Linked DNA regions of Mus musculus: all the other regions are linked to region 1. Evidence: chromatin contacts called from public HiChIP or PLAC-seq and promoter capture Hi-C data. All regions are on one chromosome and are shown on one strand. Each heading gives the region's core, a stretch centred on a gene start, on an enhancer-like site or on the middle of the called end of the contact. The rest is flanking DNA. Distances are from core to core; before and after follow the strand shown.

Region 1 (4,964 bases), core at 231-2,730:
TGACAGGTGATGAGGCCCTGCATCCTAGCCCACACTGACTGGGGTCTAACCTAGCCTATACTGAGGCTATTGTAAGTCTGAACGGCTTCTCTCTCTCTCTCTCTCAATCTCTCTCTCTCTCTCTCTCTCTCTCTCTCTCTCTCTCTCTCTCCCTCCCTCTCTCCTCTTTCTTACTCCATACCTATTTACAAACCTGTGGGCTTTTTGCATGCTAGGCACGGTGCTGTGCCACTGAGCAACAGCCCCAGCCCTCCTCAGCTTTAAAGGAAACACCATTGCAGCCCTTGTCACATAGGATGGGCAGGAGAACTGTGCCTGGTAAGACATGAGACCTGCCCGGAGCTAAATCAATGAATGAGGATAGTCCCACACTGCATCTTTTGCCACACAAAGTCTCTAGGTCTCTGCTCCCTCATCCTCAATCATATATCTACTGACCTGCCTCTGAGATTTGCACTCTGGGCTCTCTCCTCCAGGGGTGCTCCAGGGCCAGCCTCACCTCTGCATATAAGCCCTCCCGATCTCTGAAGCTTCATCCTGATCTCACCTCACTTTCCCTATATCTGTCTCCAAGTCCCGGCTCACCAGCAATTTTTTGCCTTATATTACTGTATCAGACAACCAAGGCCTTGTCTCAGCCCCTGGAGCAGGAGGCCAACAACCTAAGAGCACAGATGCCCCTCCCTGTACCCCCTCCTGGTCTCTCTGTGAGAGTGTGAGTGCACGCACACACACACATACACACCACACCAGCCAGCCCTGACAGTCACTAAATACCCAGAAGAGAGATGGACAGATGACGTCTTGGAAGCAACATAGACAGGGATTCAGGATTCTCCCTGCTCGCTCATTTATTCTGTGACCTGCTGCGATTTACTTCCCTGCGCTGAGTCTTGGTCTATTCCTGACCCAAGATGGGCATTGAAGCACTTACCCACCCAACCTCTAGTTCCTGAAAGAATCACAGCTATACAGCATTGGCCTTACCCTATTATCGCTAACAGGCACAGAGTTCGAGGGGTAAAACAAGAAAGGTCTCCTCACAAGATCTTGGGTCCTCTCCTCATTGGAAAATAGGTTGAACAGAAATAGCTGGCAGGTGCTCTTACTGTCACAGCAGGACCAGCCTTCTGAGACGTGGGCTCCTTAGGGCTCTTCATCCACCAGCCGCTTCCATGTTGAACCTCATCTGGGTCCAGCCCTGTCTCTCCCAACTCCCTCCTCAGACACTCTGCCCCAGTCAGAACCTACCTTAGCTGGACCACAGTTGTCCACGTCCCCAGACCCTCCAGCCAATGAGCTCCTGAGGTCCTGTTCAGGAGGCCAGCAACCCCAAGGACCAGATGTCCCAAAGGAGCCAAAGAGAGCTTGTCGTCCTGACTGTCCACTCTAGAGATCTGCAGAAAAAGTTCTTCCTCACACAGCTAGTCCTGTCCCTCCCCTTCCTTCCCCTTCCCCTTCCTCATGGCCCACAAAGCCCCTCCCAGGCATATCCTGCTGAGGCTTTTTTTTTTTTTTCAAAGAAGTGGGTGTGGTCACTCACTGTCCCTGGGGGTTCCTTATTCTGGCCTAATGCAAGTGACCTGTCTGGAGGGATGAACATTTCCACAAGGGATGGATATGTCCACTCTCATGCTGATGAGGTTCTGAAGCAGAAATCTAGCCTTTCCAAAGGTCCAGGTACCCCACTTATGTCCCATCCTACGGTGGGCATGAGGGACCAGATGTCTGTTAACCTCCTGACATCTGACATGCACAGGCTGAACTATTTCACACCAAACCAGCATCTCTGTCACCTCAGAACAGAAACCCTGTGTCATCCCAGCATCTGTCCCCCACATTTGCATCTTAGACCACATCAAGTCTGCTCAGCACTGCCTCCCCAGCCTGTGGGCTCTGTCCTGAGCTGTGACAAAGCCTGTCCTTGAGCCACTTCCTTAATCTCACCCCTGAGTAGCTCCTCACTGCAGCCTCTCCGCACCCTAGTGAAGGTTCTTAACTACCCAGGCTGCCAGGTGTGGTGGTCCATGCCTTTGATCCAGATGCTTTGGAGGCAGAAGCAGAGGCAGGGGCAGAGGCAGAGGCAGAGGCAGAGGCAGAGGCAGAGGCAGAGGCAGAGGCAGAGGCAGAGGCAGAGGCAGAGGCAGAGGCAGAGGCAGAGGCAGAGGCAGAGGCAGAGGCAGAGGCAGAGGCAGAGGCAGAGGCAGAGGCAGAGGCAGAGGCAGAGGCAGAGGCAGAGGCAGATCTGTGAGTTCAAGGCCAGCCTTGTCTACATATCCAGATCCAGACCAGCCAGGGCTGCATATTGCTAGCCTGTCTCTAAACAGACAAACAAAAACCATCGAGGCCATGGGACTCTCCTTCCAATGTTTTTCTTGGGTCATCTCTCTTCTCGGGGAAGAATAGGAAACAGGGCAAAGGGGCAAGAGGAAAAGCTGGGCAGGAATGTCAAGAAGGGACCAGTGGTCAGTGGTGGCAAATGTCAAGGCTAGGGAAGGACAGTTTGGGCACTGAGAGGAAGCTCCACCTCCTTGGCCTCCTCTCATTCCACCTCCCTCTTCCCCTCCTCCTCTATCTCAGACTTGAAATAAAAAACACAGGAACATCTCCAACACACTTTTTAGGCCTCTTTTAAAAAGTCACAGACTCTATGGTCACATCCTATTGGTAAATTGGCTCTGGAGAGTGTCAGGCAGATCAATAGTGATACTGTCTTTGAAGCACCTAGATCCAGTCATGCCTAAAACCCTGTTGCCTAATCTACTTCTAGTCAGCTCATCTATGTGATCCAAATTTCCCTGCCTTTTAAAGATTAAAGTTTTGATTTTTTTTTTTTTAATGTGGGCTTCTATCGCTTGCAGCTTTGGAAGTACTGGTTTTTATTTGTTTGACATCCTTGTAAGGCCCTCACTAGGTTCTAGTCTTGCCTTCATTTTTTAAGAGAAAGCCTTTAGAAAAACACAGTCCAGGGATGAGTGTCATTTCTTCTCTGGCTCTGCCTCCCTCCCCCTACTTTTTTTCCAGACTCTCCCACATACCCGGGGTTAATTCTCTCTAGCGTCTCTTCCCTCTTCGCTGGTGTTCTGAGGCCATTGCCTGCCTGCCCGACCCGCCTTCTCCTGCCCAGTAAGTTTTGGGATAGTAATGGTCCTCAGATTTTAGTCACCACATCCATGTGAAGAGAAAGATTGGCTCCTTCAGTAAAGCAAGTGGAAAGTGAGCACACGAGTGACAGACGTGGGGGTGGGGGGAGTGGTGGAAATGAATAAACCCAGTGTGTAATAGCTGAGAGCATGAACCCGTGCAGCCTCCACGGGCAGCCCCGCTTATCAGTCTCGGCCTAATTGAATCGGAAATCACAAGCTGGCCTCTGCTCTTGTGGCCGCACCGCTCTTATCAGCAGCGTTTCTGCAGCTGGTGTGGGTGTGGTAACCATATAGCGGGGCAGCCCGGTGACTGACTGAGGACAGTCCCAGACCCATCCCTTCCACGGAGGACTAGGAGGGAAGGAGGCGGTGATGAGAAAGATCTGTCCCCACACCTGTGCCTTTGCACAGCCCCGCCCATCTTCAGGTAGGGTGTAGACACAGACCGGCTGTCTAGCCCCACCCACCTCCCCTGGACCTACAATAATTCTCCAGCAACAGCACAGAGGGTCCCAGGGCGGTTCATGACAACAAAGGTACTCTCAGGGGACTGTTCAAGTGTATACACACACACACACACACACACACACACACACACACACACTCCTGCTAACACACCTCTGGCTGTCTTTGGGCCTCAGTCATCTACACCCTGAGGTGTTGGAGAGCTTGGTTGTGAAGGCCCCCCAGCTTCTCAGCTCTCCAGAGGAGCCCAGTTCCAGCCTGAGACCTCTGTTCTCTGACCATCTAAGCCCCTTCCCTCAGGGGTGTGGATGGATGGGGTAGGGCTGCCCTGAGCCACCCACACCCTGTCCTCTACCCTTCCAAAGGCATCAGGGGGACTAGGTTAAGCCAGCTTCTGAGTCATCATGTGGGAATTGAACTCAGGTCATCAGGTTTAGCTGCAAGCGCCTTCACCCACTAAGCCGTCTAACTGGATTATGCATAAACTTTTAACAAGTTCTCTTAATGCCTATGCGTGTCTGCGTATCAGCATGTACACGTGAGTCCAGGTGCCCACTGAGGCCCGAAGCTACACTCACGCTTCCTTCCCGGCCACCATCCCCTGAGCTCAGGCAGCCCAGACTTGCTTGGAGCAGGACAAACCATCTCTACCAAAGCTTCCCTCCTTTGGCTCCTCCCCCAGCCTGCTCCCATCATTCCTGAGGGGGAACAGAGTATCCCTTCCATCAGGAGACCGGAGCTCTCCTCTTCAATTCCATCACAACGAAGACAGCCTCAGATACAACCGTGAATTTTGCTTTTCTGGGCCTCAGTTTACCCCACCACTTGTGATGTATTGAGATGGCTTTGTTAAGTATGGCGCTTTTGGAGGCCATTATCTGGCCTTGAGGGACCATAAGTATATTCTTCAACCCTTCTGTGTCTCAGTTTCCCTACCTGTAGAATGGGTATAACAATGCCAACCTCACAGGGTCAGAAGAGGCACACAGAAGCTAACAGGAACACGAGGGTCGAGAACACCTGACCAGTGCAGAGTTAAGTGTGGTTGAGGTGGGTTTAACCCAGCTGGCATTCACTGAAGCAGCTGTGGCCACAACTACCTTTCCAGGGGCTATTCAGAGCCTCAAGTGTGCCTGCAGGTAGAACACGGAAGAAACTTCCTGTGCCTCAGGCAGGAGGCAGAGGATGGTTTGTGCCTGGAGAGGCAGCTTTCTGTACTTGGACTTTACTGAAAGAGGTGAAGAGAGAGATTCAGAAATGGGGGGGGGGCGGGAGGGGGGAGCAGATCTACCCACATCCCCCCCCCCACACACACACACACGCATAAACACATAGAAACAGGAAGTTCTCTTC
Region 2 (5,120 bases), core at 536-3,035, 510 kb before region 1:
GAGGTCCTGAGTTCAAATCCCAGCAACCACATGGTGGCTCACAATCACCTGAAATGAGATCTGTCTGAATATATGAAGTAAATAAATAATAATAAAATAAATAATAAAATAATAATACATAAAATAATAATAAATAACTAAATAATAATAAAATAAATAATAAAATAATAATACATAAAATAATAATAAATAACTAAATAATAATAATAAATAAAAAATAGAGCTGGAGAGATGGCTCAGTGATTCAGAGCACTGACTACTATCCCGAAGGTCCTGAGTTCAAATCCCAGCAAGTACAAGGTGGCTCACAACCACGGGTAATGAGATCTGACACCCTCTTCTGGAGTGTGTGCAGACACCTACAGTGTACTAACATATAATAAATAAATAAGTAAATCTTTAAAATACATATATGTATATGCACACATACTCTCATATCCATATATGCCACATATAGTCTCATAGCCTTTCTATGTATATAGAGATGAAGTCTTTACTTTCAGAAGACAGAGCAATATAAATAAATTTACCAGCTTAATAAAGAAAGGAGCTGCTGGAGAGATGGCTCAGCTGTTAAGAGCACTGACTGCTCTTCCAGAGGTCCTGAGTTCAATTCCCAGCACTCACATGGTGGCTCACAATCGTCTGTTATGAGATTTGATGCTCTCTTCTGGTGTGTCTGAAGAGAACAACACTGTACTCACATAAAATAAATAAATCTTGAATAAATAAAAGGAACCTAAATTTCATTTCCAAAATCTATTTAAACATTGTCTCTTGTTTCTTGCTGTTGCAGGTCTTAGGCTGGCTGTATTGTATTGCATAGGGTCTTTTAAAAGGCTGTTTTGTGAAGGGGGCAGTGGTTGCCCAGGCCTGTAATCCCAGTCTTGAGTCTCGGTGAGTTGGAGGCCATCCTGGTCTACAGGGCTAGTTCTGGGGCAGCCAAAGCTACACAAAGAATTTTCTTTCTTTTGTTTGTTTTGTTTTAAAAAGGGTTTTGGGGTACTTTGCCTAGATTTTACATTAGTCTGAGAATCTCAGACTGTTACATTCTATTAAGGTCAAAGTAACAGAAGTTCTAAATTAAATGACCTTGGAAAACCAATTTATCTTGCATAAACAAAGAAGGCAGAAGGGAGAAAAATACAGAGAGCCAAAACAGTTTTACACGTTAACTTTTTAAATGTAATTTAGGCTAGTGTACTGGATGGTTTTGTGTGTCAACTTGACAACAAGTTAAGAGTCACCTCCAGCCGTAAGGCACTTTCAGTGATCAATAAAATAACATTTTCTCAAGTGATATTTCAAATTCGAGGCGTCTTCTCTTTTTTGAATTTTGTTTTGTCTTTTTTTTTTTTTTAAGATTTATTTATTGTTATATGTAAGTACACTGTAGCTGTCTTCAGACACACCAGAAGAGGGCATCAGATCTCATTGCGGATGGTTGTGAGCCACCATGTGGTTGCTTGAACTCAGGACCTTTGGAAGAGCAGTCAGTGCTCTTACCTGCTGAGCCCTCACCAGCCCCTGTTTTGTCTTTTTGACAGAGGGTTTCTCTGTACATCCTTGGCTGGCCTCGAACTTGCTATGTGGACCAGACTAGTCTAGAATTCAAAGATACTCCTGTCTGCTCTGGCCTCCCAGTGCTGGGATTACAGGCTTGGACTTCTAAAAGAGATTCAGGTTTGTCACTCAAACAGCCCCAACCCACCGCGGGGAGCCTTGGCACCGCCCACAGCCGGCCCGCGCGAATCGCTTCTCCGGCGGTGGCGCTCTCTGATGACGTACAACGAGCGCGCGCCAAGGACTCGTGGGTCTCTGGCGCAAACTGGCGGGCTTCAGGTGAGTACAACCTACGCGTCCTTCCCTGAGTTCGCTTCCTGATGCGGTTCCATTGCTCACACATTCAAACCGAATCCAGGCCGCGTCGTTTTCCCCATTAGGGCGGGTTGGGTCCATCTGGATCCACATGCCTTGGGTAGAGCATCTGTTGGAGCGCGTGTTCTGCAGGCACTCGGTGTAGGTGGACGACCAGACTGAAATAGCCTCATCTCATGGTCTCATTCATCCATCCCTGAAATAGCCTCATCTCATGGTCTCATTCATCCATCCATTCATTCATTCATTCATTCATCCAACCATTCATTCATCAGAAAAATGTGAAGACCACCTGCTTTGTATCAGGCACCATACTAGTCGTTGGGAATACAGTGCCGAAATAAAACCCGGTTCCGATATTTCTGAAACTTACATTTCGCTGGGAATGATAGACGAAATAACTGCAGAGGGCTGCAGATGTAGCTCAGGGTCCTGGGTTCGAGTCTTACAACCTCATAAATCAGGTGTTGTGAAGAACACGAGAAATTACAGCACTCGAGGTTTTGGGAGTAGAAGGACTAGAAATTACCCTCAGTTATATAGCTATTTAGAGGTCAGCCTGAGCTAAATGAGACCCTGGGTGTTTCTCTGTGTAACCCTGGATGTCCTGGCCAGCCTTTAACTCAGAGAGATTCACCTGCCTCTGCCTCCTGGGATTAAAGGCATGTGCCACCTTTGCTTTTTTTTTTTTTTTAAAGGAGGACTGTATGGAGGCAGGGAACTGAGGTGTGATGGGAATAAAGGGTCTGTTCATTTAACAACTCGTGTGGTTGGTTGGTTGATTTTGTTTTTTTGAAACGGTCTCATTTTACAGCCCTGATTGACTTGCAACTCTATGTAAATCCTGAAATCCTGAGATTCACCTTCCTTTGCTGGGATTCAGAGCCCGTACCACCATGCCTAGCAGAGGCAAGTGTTTATTCATTAAGCCACCTCACCAGTGTAGAAGTCATGGTCTTTTCACTGTCTGTGGCAAATAGGATGTGGTTGTGCAGTAGTGGAATCAGACCATTGAAGAATTCGGTGCAATTGGGTGTGGTGATGCATGCCCCTAGGTAGGCTCCACATTAGAAGGCAGTGGCAAGAAGACTGATTTCCAGACCAGCCTGGGCTATATGATAACCTGACCTTTTCCTCATAAAACAACAGCAACAGAGAAAACAATACGCTGATCAGTCCAAATGAATGATAGTGGTGCCGTGGACTCAGGAGGTGATAGACCTGAAAAGGCAAGAGATTTAATGTATGTGTGGAAGTAGAGTTGTTATATGGAGAGTGATTATATGGAGAGATTGAGGGAAAAGAGTAGTTAAGGTTGGCGTCAGTCTTACTTTTTCTAGTTCTGTGGATTGAACGTCAGGCCTTGCACGTGCTAGGCAAGTGCTTTGTCACTGAATCCTATGCCTGTGCAAACAGTTGCAACTGTTTGGATGGAGTAGTGTTCCCTATAATAGAGAAGAGCAGAGGCATAGCCAATCTGCCTGACTGGGGGCACCAGCCATACTACAGTTACTGCCTACCTTCCAGCTCCCTTCCCATGAACTCTTCCTCTCAAAAGAACAAAAAGGGAAGAAGAAAGAGAAGTCTCTCAATAAGTCTAGGCTGTGGGGGCTGGAGAGATGGTTCAGTGGTTAAGAGCACTGACTGCTCTTCCAGAAGTCCTGAGTTCAATTCCCAGCAACCACATGGTGGCTCACAGCCATCTGTAATGAGATCAGATACCTTCTTCTGGGGTGTCTGAAGACAGCTACAGTGTACTCACATAAAAAATATATAAATACATCTTTAAAAAAAATAATAAGTCTTGGCTGGTCTCAAACTCACTGTGTAGCTGGGAATGGCATTGAGCTTAGGATCCCCCTGCCTCCACGTTCCATGTTCTGGGATTACAGGCATATGTGCCACTTTGCCCAGTTTATATGGTCCTGGGAATCAAACCAGCCCGGGGCTTCATGGATACTGGACAAATATTTTGCGTTAAATATTCAGCCCTTGTTGGCTATATTTATGACACCCTTATATGTAGGTGGGATGGTATTTAAATATACCAATCTGGAGTTTTAGAGATTCACTGTTGGGAAAAGTTATAGAATATTTTTGGCAAACATTAGTTTGAATGCTATCAAATTATTTTAAATTAACAGATGAATGTGGCGATTTCATTGGTTGGTTTTACTACGTAGACTTTAAAGCACAGGACTAGCTGAAACCACTTACTACAAAGGGAGAGAAATAAGGACAGAACCCTGGATACCTAACAGTTAGAAGCTGGGTAAGCTCGGATGACTCGGGATCAGCCAGGGAAAGACCTTCAGGAGGATGATGGTGTGCTTAGAGCCACGAGAGGAGGGTGAAGACGTAGAAAATTAATTGAATCTCGTGCTGCTGAGAGGGCTTATAAGAACAGTTAAGTAGCCTCTGGATTGACAGCTGCACAATACTGGTCTTGGATGGGATACCAAAAGAATTCAGTTTTGTTTTAAAAGTTTTTTATCAGGCCCATCACCTTAGCACACTAAGTATTCGCCTGTATCTGAGCTTCCCAAACACTTGAAGACAGAGAACAATCTGTGAAAGTTAGCTTTCTTCTTTCCATTAAGTGGGTTCTGGGAATCAAACTCAGATCACTAAGTTTGGTGGCAAGTGTCTACCTGCTGAACCATCCCACTGGCCTGTGGAGTAATTTGTGTGTGTGTGTGTGTGTGTGTGTGTGTGTGTGTGTGTGTGTGTACATACTGTGTAGCCTTGGCTGGTCTGGAGCTCACTGAATTGACCAGGCTTGCCTTGAATTCACAGAGATCCTCCTGCCTCTGCCTCCAGAGTGCTGGGATTAAAAGGGTGTGCCAGCATGCTCAGCAGCATTCAGTTTTGAATGAGTCGAGTTTGAGTCATACGAGAGGAAAAGTGAAGTAAAATTTCTTTCCCTCCTGCCTCCCCTGGAAGAGGCAGTGTACATCTGTGAGCCCGAGTGTGGGCTGATAGTTGAACGGATGGTGCAGATTAGAAGCCCTGAGCTCTGTGGGAGCTCTCTAGAAGGGAGGTGTCATGAGCACTGGGCAGGGAGAACATCCCAGAGTTTGGTGAGCAAAGGCATGTTCCTGCTGTGAAACAAGGGGTCAGAAATACGGATTTTATCGGGCTTTCCATATTTTGAAAGCAGTGACGCACAGTCTGTTACTCGCTGTCAGCAGCCAGGTCTAGTCCATTCTCATCCTCCAGGTGCCTCAGACAACTGCTGTGAC
Region 3 (5,113 bases), core at 1,552-4,051, 370 kb before region 1:
ACTATGAAAAACGTGCCCATTCCCTGGTTTTCCTGTGAAAATGTAAATTCTGATTCTGTAGCTGTCAAGTGAGGCCCGATTCTGCCTTTTAAACAAATTCCCTTTTTTTTTTTTTTTTTTTTTGATGACTTATGCTCAGAATTGAGTTTAGTGTGTGCTCTTTGTGCGAAGTCCTGTCTCTGCGCTGCAGTGGGTGAGAGGGACTCACACCCAGGCGCATCCAGGAGCAAACCTAATTCCATTTATGTATTTGTTTGTTTGTTTATTTTTGAGACAGGGTTTCTTTAGCCTTGGCTATCCTGGAACTAGTTCTGTAAATCTGGTTGGCTTTAAACTCACAGAGATATGCCTCAGTGCTGAGATTAAATAAAGCCTTGCACCACCACCACCTGTTTTCCTTTCATTGTTGTTGTTGTTGTTGTTGTTGTTGTTGTTGTTGTTGTGTGTTGCTTGTGCCTTCAGAGGCCACAGAGGGCTGAGTTGAAGATGCAGGGGGTTATGAGCCACTATGTCGGGGCTGGACTGAGCATCAGTCCTCTGGAAGAACAGCAAGTGCTCTTAACTGCTGAGCCAACTCTCCAGCCCTAACACAATCTTATAGATAAATGCAAATGGCTACTTTGAATCCATCAACTGAGTGGTGTCTCCTTGGGCAATTTTTGTGAACATGTTGGGGCTCAGTTTTCAGATCTGTAAATGAGAATACCCTTGGCCTTACAGAGTGTCTTGACGTTAAATCAGAATGGGTTAAACCCCACCCAGTGCCTAGCACACAGTAAAGCTCGATGAAGCTTGGAGAGTGGAGCCAGATGAACAGTTCTGGTGGAGAGGTATGCTGCAGGAAGCAAGGACTGGGTCCTCATCAAGTAGAGGCCATCTCAGCTGTCAGGACCGTCATCATCTGAGAAGGGGGTCAGGGAGATGGGGGCAGAGAGCCAGGGGCCAGGCTATTGGTCAGCAGGTGATAAACATGATTTGAGGGGGAGTTGAGTTTAGCAGGCTAAGCAGGTTTCATCTGGAGGTGGAGATGATGGAGGCCTTCAGGCAGCTTGGCAGTTTTCAGCTCTCTCTCTCTCTCTCTCTCTCTCTCTCTCTCTCTCTCTCTCTCTCTCTCTCTCTCCAGGGCGTGTCTGTGTAGCCCTACGTGTTCTGGAACTCACTTTGTGGACCTGGCTAGCTTCAAACTCAGATCTGCCTGCCTTTGCCTTCCAAGTGCTGGGATTAAATGCACAGCATCACCTGACTAGGCACACACGCCTTTCCCATCTTTCAGAGCTTTCTGGGATTGTGAGAACCACTTTTAAAGTATGCCCAGGGGGCCTTGTCTTGCTTTCATGAAAAGCTTTGCCTCAACCTGCAAAACCCTAGTCCTGTTGCAGTGGGTCCCTCAGCTCAGGTACAGCTTGTCTGTGTGCTTCGGTATGGGTTTGTTTGACATGACCACAGCCATCTTGAGTCATAGCCACCGTGATTGCCCCTGAGTAACCCTGGCCGGTTTTTCCTGTATGGTCTCCCAGCAAACCACAACTAGATAAAACCATTAAAGTCAAATATGGGGCTTTGAACAACCAGACCCTGGCCCCAGGAATACACCCGACTCTTTGATATTTTGTTATGAGATACCAGGTATGTTCCAGCCAGGATGAAGTCACTTTTGTCCCAGCCCACAAGTATACTCCTCTTTCTGACCCAGATTGCCAGCTATAGTTTTTACTGTCACTCAAGACTATACTTCCTTAGTAAGTTCTATAGTAAACCCCTCTCTCTGTAACCTTACATGTCTGCCTATCTGTCTGAGGTATCCTGTCCCCTTGAGGTCAGTTCACAGTTTAGGACTGGGTTTAAATAGGGCCATGTTTCCATCAGATCACTGAGAGCCACAAATATTTATAGACTAACTTCCAGTACTTGCTGGCCCCTCCTAGGCACCTATTAGAGACAAGTATGTACAAAACCTGCCTTCTCTGAGAATAAAGACACCCCTATGGGAAATGACTTCCCAGGGAAGCTTCTTGTTTTGTGTTGTTAACAACAGATAAGGCATTGTTATTTTGTTTTCCATAAGACGGACATTTGTAGACTAGACAGGAGCAGGCAATAACTTTAACGTGTTATCCGTGCCCACTTTTACTAATGGCTCCTGTTCTATTTGGTAAGACTAATGGGCACAGGAGAACGGCAGTCACTGTGGAGGCAAGAGACGTGGATGGCTTACGTGATCTGATAAAGACTTAGGGAATGGACCAGCCTTGGAAAGGCAGGAAGGGGACAATGCTGACAGCTCAAGGGACTCACTGGATCTTGGGATTTATATGGAGGTAGTTATACACATTATCCCATCTGAGCGGCAAACAGTGGCAGGAGTCAGCACTGGTGTTAGCTCCAATTCCTAAGAGGGAAAACGAGGTTCAAGGATGAAAAGTCTAAGCTCTCTGCCTTTAAGATTGTGTTCTCTTCTCTCTCTCTCTCTCTCTCTGGTTTGTTTTGGTTTTGAGCACTGGCCACAGAGCCCAGGGCCTTACCCAGGCTGGGCAAGTAGAGTACCACTGAGCCACACCCACGAACCCCTAATTTGAGCTCTTACTTGCTGTGTTATTGCACCGGCGTAGACATAAAAACATTGGCACCTGTTTGTCTCCTCCACTAAATTAGTTAGCCAGCGTTCATTCGTCCTTAGGGACAGAGGGGAGAAGTGGGTGAGAGGACCAGAAGCAGCCGTTCACACGCAGACAGCAGAGGTGGAGAGCCTTGAAGCTATGACTGGCATTTCTTACTCCCTTGCCCAAGCTCCCAGGTCTTGCTCAACTCCAGCTGAGTAACAAGGCTGGCAGGGTTGCCTCACTACTTGACAGCAGGCCCCAGCCTTCCTGGCTCAAACTCACTTCCTGTCCCAGAGTCTCTTTTGTCAGACATGATTGAGTCTCCTTCTTCCTGTTGACCTCTGCTTTTTCCCAGCTGGCCCCGGGTGGTCCCCACGTGCTGCTGTGAACCAGATCAGCTGAGGAGCCAGGACCAGGTGCCTTGCAACTTTGGGGGATTGGAGTGAGGGAGGGGAAGGAATGGGTGGGGGGCTTGGGCGTGGCCTGAGAGACACCAGAGTGGAGGCTTCTGGTGTCTGAGAACCCTTTCTGCCCATATGGTGGCCAGTTAGGATGAATGCCATTATGTCCCTGTGATAGGTGACACTAGGCATTTGCTATGGTGCCTTTTTTCTGAAAACACAGTTATCTTCCCTCATCTGGATCCTGATCACCTTGATTTGGTTTTTATTTCCTGGCCGCCTGCTAGTATTTCTTGGAGGGGCGGGGAGCTTTTTGGGTTCAGACAAGTTTATCTGGGCTGATGGAGAGACAATCAGGGTGAGGCAATGATGTCATGCCGGACTGAACAAGTGAGGGGCTTGTTTTGAAGTCTTGGCTGCTTCTAAATCGCTCAACTCCTGACGGGCCAGCGGCTTCTTTCGTTCTGTCTTCTTGCCTATGGATGGCGAAGTATTTTTATTTTATTTGAACTCGTCCAGAGCTTGTAGGACAATGGTTATGAAAGTGTTTCCTACACTGTAAGGAGGTTGTGTTTCTCAAGGCTTGGGGCTCTCTTTATTTCGTTTTCTAAATGGAACTAGACATACTTTTTCCATGATACTATCTTATTTGATAAAATACAAGCTATCCATGCAGAGACACTGACAATCTTTGTATAAGTATATCCTCAAATATGAGCACTTTGACCTACAAACATAGACATTTTATCTATTTTTATGTGTATGTCTGTGGGTGTGTATGTGCACACATCCATGGGTTCCCTTAGAGACTAGACACTTGAATCCCCTAGAACTGGAGTTAAAGACACTTGTGAGCCTCCATGTGGGTGCTGGGAAGCAAACCCAGCCCTCTGCAAGAACAGAAGTTCTCGTAACCATTGAGCCATCTCTCCAGCCCCCCCCCCCCCCCCAGTCAGTCCCCTTTGAGCCAGGGGCTCACATCTATTAGTCTTGGCTGGTATAGAATTTGCTATGCAGATCAGGTTGGCCTTGGGTCTGTCTTGATTTTCCTGCCTCTGCCTTCTGGGTGCTAGAATCACTGGTGTGTGCAGCCTCACCCGCTCCCAACAACCTCACCTGGCCTCAAAATACACATGCTTTTGAGACAGGCTATGATGTTGACCTTGAACCCTGACTCCTCCTGTGCACACCCATCCAGTGTGAGGATTACAGGCATGAGCCATCACACCCAGCTGACATACACACTTTCAATAAATTTTTTAATGTTGAATTCTACTTACCGTCCTGTAACTTCTTTGCATTTAATGTCTTTTGAGTCATCGTATGCTGATTCACAAATATCCACCCTGTCCTGGACTGCTGTACCATATCCCATGTGTGGATGTAGCATGCATGGCTTGGTAAAGTAAACTGATTTGTGGGTAGTGATAGGCTTTCAGTGTGAGTCTATAAAAGTAAGCTGTACTGCAGAAAACACCATTAAACATACAATCTTCACATACCAGCTCCGGCATTTCCTTAGAATGAATTCTTAGGAGATAGATTGTTGAGGCTGTGTGGTTGGAAGACCCATTGAAGAATTCTCGGTCCTGCTGCCTGGAGGAGGTTGTCAACATACTGAGGCTTCCCAGGGAGGAGGGTGAGACATCCTGGACTTGGAGGAGTCCTTTCTCCTCAGGCCCCCTTTCTCTTTATGGTGAAGTGACTTAGCTGCTCTTTCCAGTTCTTCTCTCCTTCTCCTGCTGGGCTGGGGTGAGGCAATGCTTTGGTTTGCCTACTCCCTGGACTGTGAGGTCTGCGTCTAAATGTTCTGTGAATGTACCACCTTCAACACATCGTCTTCTCTTTAGCCCATGCCATATGGTTGCTGAAGCAGATAGAACCTCTATCCCAGGAGCCTTTCTGGAGTTCAGAGGCACAGCACTCTTGCTTTGGCTAGCTTCTGGCCTTCAGGTTCCTCTGTCTGTTGCATGGCTACCACCCTTGCACATGCTTTTAGGCTTGTAATAGTATATGCGTGTGGACATCTTTTGTTTGTTTGTTTGTTTGGTTTTTCGAGAGTTTCTCTGTATAGCCCTGGCTGTCCTGGAACTCACTCTGTAGACCAGGCTG
Region 4 (5,188 bases), core at 2,684-5,183, 400 kb before region 1:
AAAAAAAATAGTAATAATTAGGCATGGCCTCGTACTCCAGCCTTTCTATTCCACCTGTGCTCACTGTGCTGCCCCAGGGTATGAGGCCTTGGGGATCTGCTGAGGCAACCATCTTACTTGGAGACCCTGCCAGGCTTTGCTGAAACATCAGCCAAGTGCTACAGTGCACGGTTCCTCTGGTTACTGTTAGATACCTAAACCCTCCAACCCGGCAACAGCTGCCAACTGCAGGATACTCCAGACATGGTTCTGTCAGTCCTTTTAGGAAATTATCTTGCTAATATGACCCAGGCTAGCCTCAATACTTCTGCTTCTACCTCAGCTGGAATTTCTGATGTGCCCACTGCTGCCTGCAACTCAGTTATAGCACTGATCCAACATTAGCACAGGGAAATAAAATCTTATCACCAGTAATAAAATTCTCACTGTATTGAAATCTCAGCAGCCAGGTTTTCTCCGGTGAGACAACACATGTTTTTCCAGAGTTGGAGAGCTGGCCAGCTGCTCCTTCAGAGGAACTAAGCTCAAGTCTGGGGACCCAACAATTTAATTCAAGGGGATCTGGTGCCCTCTTCTGGCTTCTGTAGACACTGCAGGGATTTGATATACAGATGCACACACACAGGTACAAATAAATGTCAGGGTTCTCCCAATATTTTAGGCCCTATGAGATGGTACCAGCCTCCAAGACCAAACAACCTGTAAGACTCACAAGGTGGGAGAACTGACTCTTAAGGGTCCTTTCCAGGTACCAGTCGATTAGGAATATTTTCAACTGGCTATTCCTATAAATAAGGGCCATTCCAAGGTTTAAATTCATCATAGCTCCTGATTCCACATAACTTGTCATAGTGCTATCAGACCATCTGAGGGTGGCTGTCCTTTCCAGACCCCAAAGACTGACACAGAAGCAGAGTAAGCCACAGAAAACAAGGTACTTGGAAAACACCACACAAGACAGGACTACTTAAGCAGTCTTTAATGAAAGCCGTGCACGAGATGTCTCTACTCCTGCATCTTCTCGATCGTTTCTTCCTTGTATTTGCCCTTCTCCTTTCCTACTTGTCGGGACTTGGCTTTCCTCTCCAGGATCTTCTTGCGGTCCTTGTCCAGCTTTAGCCTGGTGATAACGACCTGCACAAAAAGAAGCAGCCCTAAGCTTTAAGCAACAACGTAGGCCCAATTACAGGTCCCACTTTCCATTCCCTGAACCCAGGGTAGTAGATACCTAAATGTCTCTTTCTAAAATACAAATGATGATGCAGCTTTGGAGCAGAAGCTCAGAGTTTATCCAGCTAGTCTAATCTTATCACTTGCTGCACTAAGGACCAGAGACCAAGAACTGACCACTGCATTTTCCTTGAAAACTGAGCTAGTGGTGGAAAGCAAAAACCAAACCCAAAAACCACTACAATGTTACATACAGAAAATGTTCTTTCTGTTAAAGGTCCTGAGTTCAACTCCCAGTGACCACACGGTGGCTCACAACCATCTGTGATTGGATCAGATGCTCTCTTCTGGTAGTATCTGAAGAGAGCAACAGTGTACTCATGTACATTAAAAGACACCTTACATGGGGCGTGCATTGTGGCACAGGACTTTAATTTCAGCACCCAGGAGGCTGAGACAGGCAGACCTCTGAGTACCAGAAAAACAAAAACTCAGAGCTCACTAAGGTCATGTGCTGGGCTGGAGAGAGGGCCAACAGACCCACATCTTTGATCTACATGGGTTCCACACACACAGAAGCAACCATGACATGTACTATGTGGTGGGGAAGGGAAAGAAATCATGGTACAATTTTAATACTGATGTTGTCTGTCGGTCTTTTGGGTTTTCTGCAGTTTGAAAATTACATTTTTAGCACTAATTTAAGTCTGAGAACCCCCTTAAGTGGTTGCTGTGCACATTAAACAATCCAATCACAAATTTGGAATAACTGACATGAAAAGTATATATAGGACAGGTATATGTATTATGGGATGTTCTACTTTGGCTTATATAATCAGTTTATGGGATCACAACCTCAGCTCCAGGTTGCTTTTTACTGCCAATACCTTAAGCCCACTTCATAATGGTGTTATCAATGGCCTCACTGATCACAGGGGCCACTTGCAGGTGCCATGTAAACAGCAATCAAGCACCAAAGCTAGTGGTTTCCTCCTTCAAAAACACCCACCTTGCTGGGGTGGATGCCCACATGGACGGTTGTGCCATTAGCCTTCTCTCGCTGGACTCGTTCGATGTAGATGACGTACTTCTTCCTGTACACTTGGACCACCTTGCCAATCTGCTGGCCTTTGTAGTGTCCGCGAACAACCTGAGTGCAAGTGAAAAAAAAACTGAGCAAGGGCTAGAGTGTAACCCAGAGAACCAGAACTGCCGAATCATTCATACACTGTGCACCTCCAGCAGACCCACACGTCCCCTTTTTGGGGTGGGAATGGGGTTACTGGGACTCAAATCCAGGACCTGTATATACAAGGTAAGCACTATGTGAACAGTGAGCTAAATCCCCAACCTTTTCATCTTCACAGACTGGAAACAAACCAGGCCAATCACCTATAGCAAAGAAAGGCTTTCTAAATAACAGACAAATCAAGACTGTTGCCATCCTATAGCTGTTTTCAACCCATGTCGATCCTCCCAAAGAAGTGTTTCATTTTATTAAGTATTCTTAAAAAGTGTTAAGATGTGCCAGTCTCGAAGTGCACACCCTTTATCCTAGGGCTCTATCTTATCTCTTTTCCAGGTCAGCCAAGGGCTACCTACACAAAGAAACCCACCCTGCGTTCTTTTAAAGACTTCCAGAACTTACCAATCACTAGCTATAAATTACAGCTACAGATAATCTCTCCCCAATAGAGCTAATAGAACCCCACACAAAGACATTAGCAAACCGCTGAGGCAGGACCAAAAAGCACACTGCTTTCCAGTTCTTTTGATGCAAAGCAACCCTTTCATACATCAAATGCAGGTTTTCTCACCCCCCCCCGCGCCCCCCAAATAATCGTAAAATTCCATTCAGCTTCGCCTCGCCAAGCAAGGACACATACCTGAACTTCGTCATCCTTCCGAATGGGCATAGACCGAACGTTATACTTCTGTCTCAGCTCTTTGGAAAGAGGGGAAGACATGATCTTCCTCCGAATGTGAGAGGGCGCATTGAAATGCCGTTTGCGGTTCTTGCTTCGGTCAGAAGTCACGAAGGGATTGAACTTCATTTTGGCTTAAAAACAAACAAAAAAAACAAAAACAAAAACCAGAAGACCCTTTAACGTTTCAAGTCTCAACCAGTTCCCTAAACAGCATCAACTCCACTCTGAAAGCACACAACGTTCACTGGAAGGTATCATGCTCGGTTACTCCAGACCTTCCCATCTGAGGGTTTTTTCGTCTTTAAAGACTGAAAACAAGATGAAGACTCTGCCATTAGTAACACCTATCCTACTTTTAAACTTGACTTTCCAACTTCAGCATCCCGGGAGGGTCCTACACAGCGTCGGTCTTTACCTTCTCATTTACCGCTTCTGGTGCTCTGCATTTTGCCCCCCACTTGAGCATGGAAGCAAGGGCGGATCTCCAAGCCCTCCCAACTGGCGAGAGGGCAACCGCACGGCTGACCCGGGGCTTATGATTATTTAACTCCATCTCCATGGGCCCCGCCGGCCTTCGAGTCCACGAACCTGGTCCCCTTAACCCTCTCCAGCCCCGCGGGCCCTGGCTAGGAAAGACACGGACCGAGCCCGCCCCAGTTCGGCTCCCTGGCTGATGCCGGGCCAGCAAGGCCGTCTCGGGGCCTCGGGACAGAAAAGCCTCCTCGCCTCGCCGCGGATGGCTGCGGATTACCAGCGACAACCCGCCGAGAACTCACCGGCTGCGATCCACCGATGGCCGCAAAAGGAAAGAGAACTACACGCGACTTCCGGTTCTGTAAGTTGCCGCGAGATCTCGCGAGAGTCTCGGAGCGAAAGGGGAGAGGAGGTTGGGAGAAAAGAAGAAACTAGGAATGGGAGTTTAGCGACATCTAGCGGCTCGGAGGGGGACTGCGAGGGGTCCTGACGTCATCCCTCGGAGGTGTGCGTGGTAGGCTTAGTCCTCTGGGGAAGGCAGTGCTCCTGGGATGAAGAGGGTTGCTTAGGGACGGTAGGCCGGCGTGAGAGGACCTGGGGGACCTCACCCTTTCATTCCTGGGCTCCGGGCGAAGCGCAAGACCTACTTTTAGGCGCCGAGTGGCTCTGGGACCTTGGCCAGACGGTTACCTCGGTGACTTGACCCATAGGAGTTAGTTCTTATAATTAGCCCCAGCCGGCCGCCCCCACATCTGGGTAGACTACTCTGGGTCCTTCTGCGAAATTGAGACCATCCCTCACCTGGACGGAAATAGGTCTTGGCCCCCTGATGATGCCAAGTTGCCGGTTCAAATCACACTTAAACAAACAGACCCGAGGCCAGATCCCCCGGAGCTCCCGGGGACTGGACCACCAACAAAAGATTACAGGCTCCGGTCACAAACGGGGCAGAGGATGACCTTGTTGGACATTAGTGAGAGGGGCGGCCCTTGGGCCTGAGGGTGTTCCATGCCCCAGTGTAGGGGAATGCCAGGGCGGGAAGACGGGAGTGGGTGGATGGGTGGGGGAGGTAAGGACAGAGGGGATGGGATAGGGGAGTTCCGAAGGGGAGACCTGGAAAGGGGAAAACATTTGAAATGTAAATAAAGAAAATATCCAATTTAAAAAAAAAAAAAAGGAAAAGCCGGCATTGGTGGCGCCTGCCTTTAATCTCAGTACTTGGGAGGCGAGGCAGGCGGATATCTGAGTTCGAGGCCAGCCTGGTCTACAGAGTGAGTTCCAGGACAGCCAAGGCTACACAGAGAAACCCTGTCTCGAAAAACTGAAAACATGAAAAGAGAAAAAGAACGGAAGAAAGAAAGAACGGAAGAAAGAAAGAAAGAAAGAAAGAAAGAGAGAAAGAGAGAAAGAGAGAAAGAGAGAGAGAGAGAGAAAGAAAGAGAGAAAGAGAGAAAGAGAGAGAGAGAGAAAGAAAGAAAGAAAGAAAGAAAGGAAGAAAGAAAAGAAAGAGACACGGGGTGGGGGGACACTCTCATCGCAGACAGGTGTACCCTTTAAAACTATGACCTCAACCCCCTCCTGAGAGTTCTCGGTTCCAGATCTGATGGAGGTAGGTC
Region 5 (4,776 bases), core at 205-2,704, 470 kb after region 1:
AACATCAAAAACCTTGGAATTCCCTGATAAGAGTAGTTTTTGTTATCTTTAAGAAATGCTTTTAGATTTGTGGCAAGGAGATGATTCCTAGGAGACCTTTAAGTAATTTGAGAGGAGGACTAGCTCTATGCATGATTAGAGCACTGAAAGTTTCAGGCCCAAGCTCACCTTCAGTGGTGGCGAAGGAGGCTGGTTGTACCATGGCCAATGATCAATCAAGTACTGAAGCCTCCACGAAAACCCACCAGCAAGGTCCTGACAGCTTTGAGGGCAGGGAACACATGGATGTGCTCTGAGCACGGCACACGTGGAAAGGGCATGGAGACTCTGCACCTCCTCCCCGACACCTTGCCACATTCACTACACTACTTGGCTCTTCCAGAGTGGCAACTACTACAATAAAACCCTATAAGCACGGCACCTTCCTGAGCTCTGTGAATGTTCTCATAAAGTACCCAATTCAGAAGAAGAGTCACGGGAATTTGTAGCCAAGCAGATAGAAGTGCCTAGGGACATCTAGGACTTAATAGCTGTATCTACACTGGGATGGTCTGGGGACACTGAGTCTATAGACCTGTGGAGCATCAGGAACTGCTGGATGCCCAGGGAGAGTCAGACAGTAGTTAGAATGACAGACTGTCTTTCCTGTTCCCCCATTCGTTCCTACTCTGTTAACAAGCCTCTGTCTATAGACAAAGACTGTCCACCCTCAAGTACCTAAAACTACGAATACAAGGAACAGGATTACCTTTCCTCATCTCCCTAATTGTATTACTTTAGGGAAATTCAGCCATGAAGGTAGCAGGTGATAAGGTGGGGTGCCACTCATAGGAAGCCAAGCAAACAACTTCCACGGACTCCAAATGAAACATCTGTTCTAGCAAAGCTTCCAGAGACCCAGCCACTTTGGTAAAATACTTTATATAGCTCCTGTTAATTCATAAAAACATGCCTTTGAGTTGTAGACAGTAGAGTTCAGCGTGTTGCCTCCTTCCTTCCAGAGAGCACAACCACGCTGCAGAGATGATCCTTTTTCTCTAAGAATGGCAGACACAGAGACACAGAGGAGAGCTATCAATGAACAAGTCCTTCAGAAGACTCACTTGTTCAAAGACGAGACCTGGGCTGTATGGACAAACCACAACGGAGGGAAACTCCAACTTGAAACAAACATGCACGCGTGCGCGCGCACACACACACACACACACACACACACATACACACACACACACACACACACACACACACACATAGCTATAGAGAGAAGCTCTTTCTTCCCAACTAGAGAGCACTGGAGACCCGCCAGGCTTGGAGTCAATGGCTACTGGCAGCCACAGAATGTTCTACACAGAGAGTGACTGTGAGGCAGGAATCAGGCCTGTGTGCAGAGTTCTCTATGGAGCAGCTGGGCCCAACTACCCTGAGCCCTGCCCTGTGTGGGCTGCAGCCTCCAGGGTTTACCCCCAGCTGCAACCCTTGGCCAGCTCTCTCTGGAGAGGAAGGACTGCTGTGAATGGAAGGCCCTTGGGAGCTGGTGTTCAGGCAAGGAAATGAGTCAGAGGCTCTGAGCTAGCTACAGGGTAATAAGAGGTCAATGAAGAAGCCATGTCACCCTAGGTGAAAGTTCCCAGCATTTTCCCCCTAGGTTAACGTTCTAATGCCATCACTTCTAGGGCCCTGACTCTGCTTGCGTGTTCTTCTTACTTAGCCCATGAGAAGCATGCCCGGGTAGAACCTAAGTACTTGTAGATTCATGGCACATTGTCCCAGGCAAGAAAGAAGCCCTCTGGGTAACCCGATCTGCCACCATTTAAAAAGCTGGCTATATGTGTCAACATGGTCCTCCATTCATAAACCTAAAGTGCTGATAAAACATTAGCAGAGGGCTGGTGAGATGGCTCAGCAGGTAAGAGCACCCGACTGTTCTTCCGAAGGTCAGGAGTTCAAATCCCAGCAACCACATGGTGGCTCACAACCATCCATAACGAGATCTGACTCTCTCTTCTGGAGTGTCTGAGGACAGCTACAGTGTACTTACATATAATAAATAAATAAACAAACAAATATTTTAAAAAAACATTAGTAGAGATGTAAGGAAAATCATAGCAGCAGAGATTGAGCTCATTACAAACTGCATGCCTAAAACAACCTTCCTTTCTCAGGAGACCAGAGACTGCAGCCAGAGATCAAGTTGTCATCACAAGACTGGCTTCTAAGGCCCTCTATGGTGTGTCTCCCTCGTGTCTTCCCAGGGTCCCCCTCCATATGTGTCTTGTTCCAGTTTCTTCACCTTACAAAGGACACTAGTCACACTGGATTAGGGCCCAGCCGACTGACCTCATTCTAACTTAATTACCCCTTTAAAAAGCTCTTTCCAAATACAGTTACATTCTTAGGGGTAGGCTGTCAGAACACCGACATGTGAATGGGGCAAGGCATAATTCAGCCCACAACAGCATGAAAGAAAAACTCTGAGATGAACAACCCAAAACTTGCCAAGAAAAAGCAGGAAGGATACAAGGAAGAGAAGAAAAATAAGTTAGTACCATTCAAAGGTTTTCAAAAGATCTCACAAGCAAAAAAAAAAAAACCACACTTCCGTGGAAAAAAAGCAACCATAAACATTAAAGCTTTTTAATGGTGAAAATCATAGCACCCCCCCAACACAGTGATGGTAGACACAGACAGACAGACAGACAGACAGACAGACACACACACACACACACCAATTAGAAGAGGCATGGATGACGATAAATCCACATAAAATGCTGGCCCAGATAAAGTGGGGCTTCTGTTGAAAACAGTATGAAAAATGAGGACTCTGAAGTGAAGCTGAAAATGTCTAAACTTGATTTATCCAGAGATACTTATTTGAAAGAAAAAGAAAAAAAAATACAAACTTAGGTATGCATGTTAAAAATGTTGTGGACCAAGGTGGGTGGTCTGAGTATCCCATTCTTGGGAGGGGACGGAAGAAATTAGTATTCCCATAAACCTGCCATTTCCTAACTTCTGGACTTATCTGGAAGGCCGGCTTCCATCTGCTCACAGGCATAGGAAGCCCAGCCTCATTCATGCCCGCCCCTGCATGGGTGTGTACACACTTGCCGCTGAGGTCCCTGTCCCCATCAGGCTGAGTTATCTCAGGACCAGGAGGCTTCTAGACACCACTGGCAAGGATTAGAATCCCTTGGTTGTTTCCAAACCCAGCTAAGAATTGAAGGACTGTTTTAGAAACTGTTTCACCTCACAGTTCTATATGTGAAATACAATTTACAGAAAGCCATTGATTTGAACAAGGGACCAATCCAACACAGTCGACTGCTCAAGCAAAGTGGATGTAAGAGAAAGCACAGGGCACAGGTGTTCAGTCACGGGGGCTGAGCTTCAGTCACTCTAAGCAGACACCTATCTCAAACAAGGCAAGCCACACAATAGCTCGGGCCTCACTCCTGTTCTCTATCCACAAAGGCTGCTTGTCCACGATATAGCCCAGTTCTTCAACCAGAATGCTCCGCCCCTGTCACAGAATCATTAATTAAAGCCACTTTAGATGCTGAGCTAAGACTGTTGTTATTCGTTTGTTGTTGTTGTTTTGTTTTGTATTTCCAGACAGGGTTTCTCTGTGTAGCCCTGACTGCCCTTGGACTCAGAGATCCACCTGTCTCTGCCTCCTGAGTGCTTGGGATTAAAGGTGTGCAGCACCACCACCCTGCAGTCGTTTTACTTATCAACAGAGGACAGCAGTACCTTCCTCACTGGCATGGTAGCCTGTACCTGCAGTGCCAATTACTCAGGAGGCCGAGTGGTATGACAGTCTTTAGAAAAGTGAGTGGGGAGGTCACCTATTCACTTAGTCTGTTGCTTTTTTTTTAACCAAAGACCTCTGAAGGCAAGAAACAGTAGAGGCTCACTGTAGGCTGCTTCCAATGTGGGTCCCACGCACTAACCTGCTTCATGTTCTTTTTTTTTTTTTTTTTTTAATTGGATATATTTGTTTATATTTCAAATGTAACCCCTTTTCCTGGTTTCCCCTCTGCAAACCCCTATTCCCACCCCCCTTATCCTACTACTATGAGGGTGCTCCCCTACCCACCTCCCTGCCCTAGCATTCCTCTACACTGGGGCATTGAGCCTTCATGGGACTAAGGGCCTCCCCTCCCACTGATGCCAGATAAGGCCCCTTCAGCTCCTTCAGTCCTTCCCCTAACTTCTCCACTGGGGTCCTTGTGCTTAGTCCGATGGTTGGCTGTGAGCATCTGTATCTGTATTGGTCAGAATCTGGCAGAGCCTCTCAGGAGACAGCTGTACCAGGCTTCTGTCTGCAAGCACTTCTTAGCATCAGCAATAGTGGCTGGGTTTGGTGTCTGCATATGGGATGGATCCCCAGATGGGGCTGCTTCATGTTCTTAACACAGTGAAATAGGTCCTAGGAATTCTCTTGATACATGAAAACAGACACTAAAGCCTGGCTACCTCACTCTAAGTCTGAGAGTCTCGACACTATGAAGTATACCTGCTGTGATATATGGTGGGTTATACTTCACCATGGCTGCATGGAGCAGCTGATCAGTGTAGCCAGTGAGGCAGGGAACAAGCTGACTTGTCACTTTTAGGGCAGAGCACGTAATTATAGGGGCAAATGGCCCAGAGCTCTCTTATTTCCTAGTATAGTGTCCAGCACGGTCTGCTTCACCAAGCCAGGAGAACTGCATGTGGCAAACCTTCCAGAAACTAAATGTTATGTTTTGCTGTCATATAGAAAAGCAAAAACTT

What was found. Promoter capture Hi-C pulls out the DNA fragments that hold promoters and counts their contacts. HiChIP or PLAC-seq counts read pairs in DNA pulled down with a chosen protein or histone mark.
Region 2: a contact with region 1 is called in an H3K4me3 HiChIP or PLAC-seq map of bone marrow-derived macrophages, with 3 times the contacts expected there. The contact joins the promoter of Pfas here to the promoter of Pik3r6 in region 1. A contact is called at or near these places in 3 of 39 promoter capture datasets (cranial neural crest, maxillary cranial neural crest and second pharyngeal arch cranial neural crest), 1 of 115 datasets of contacts at active chromatin or transcription factors (bone marrow-derived macrophages) and 1 of 9 other capture datasets (liver).
Region 3: a contact with region 1 is called in an H3K27ac HiChIP or PLAC-seq map of microglia, with 5 times the contacts expected there. The contact joins the enhancer-like site here to the promoter of Pik3r6 in region 1. A contact is called at or near these places in 4 of 39 promoter capture datasets (the 3T3-L1 cell line, the C10 cell line, cranial neural crest and 1 more), 3 of 484 Hi-C or Micro-C datasets (cerebellum, uterus and ventral hippocampal neurons), 4 of 115 datasets of contacts at active chromatin or transcription factors (bone marrow-derived macrophages, cardiomyocytes and microglia) and 1 of 9 other capture datasets (pancreatic islet).
Region 4: a contact with region 1 is called in an H3K4me3 HiChIP or PLAC-seq map of neural tube, with 4 times the contacts expected there. The contact joins the promoter of Rpl26 here to the promoter of Pik3r6 in region 1. A contact is called at or near these places in 4 of 39 promoter capture datasets (the C10 cell line, cranial neural crest and second pharyngeal arch cranial neural crest) and 1 of 115 datasets of contacts at active chromatin or transcription factors (neural tube).
Region 5: a contact with region 1 is called in a promoter capture Hi-C map of the SN4741 cell line, with 2.7 times the contacts expected there. The contact joins the enhancer-like site here to the promoter of Pik3r6 in region 1. A contact is called at or near these places in 11 of 39 promoter capture datasets (the 3T3-L1 cell line, the C10 cell line, the SN4741 cell line and 5 more).

The regions. Positions count from the first base shown.
Region 1 is chr11:68,499,535-68,504,498 of GRCm38.p6, reverse strand. It overlaps Pik3r6 (phosphoinositide-3-kinase regulatory subunit 5), which reads right to left and starts at 1,480. Exons shown (of 20, transcript NM_001081566.2): 1 at 1,252-1,480.
Region 2 is chr11:69,005,125-69,010,244 of GRCm38.p6, reverse strand. It overlaps Pfas (phosphoribosylformylglycinamidine synthase (FGAR amidotransferase)), which reads left to right and starts at 1,785. Exons shown (of 28, transcript NM_001159519.1): 1 at 1,785-1,842.
Region 3 is chr11:68,869,684-68,874,796 of GRCm38.p6, reverse strand. No RefSeq gene overlaps it. Among named protein-coding and RNA genes, the nearest start is that of Rnf222, 16 kb to the left of the region's middle. Within about 2 kb of position 2,801, at least 138 of the 459 cell types and tissues checked have an H3K27ac peak or open chromatin away from gene starts, as enhancers often do. A contact at or near this core is called in bone marrow-derived macrophages, microglia and uterus, where this site is marked.
Region 4 is chr11:68,900,311-68,905,498 of GRCm38.p6, reverse strand. Rpl26 (ribosomal protein L26) reads right to left here and starts at 3,933. Exons shown (of 4, transcript NM_009080.2): 1 at 3,875-3,933; 2 at 3,057-3,229; 3 at 2,180-2,320; 4 at 965-1,134. The coding sequence starts at 3,224. The coding sequence ends at 1,006.
Region 5 is chr11:68,027,604-68,032,379 of GRCm38.p6, reverse strand. The region is part of intron 6 of Stx8 (syntaxin 8); the gene reads right to left. Among named protein-coding and RNA genes, the nearest start is that of Stx8, 64 kb to the right of the region's middle. Within about 2 kb of position 1,454, at least 106 of the 459 cell types and tissues checked have an H3K27ac peak or open chromatin away from gene starts, as enhancers often do. A contact at or near this core is called in the SN4741 cell line, pre-B cells and trophoblast stem cells, where this site is marked.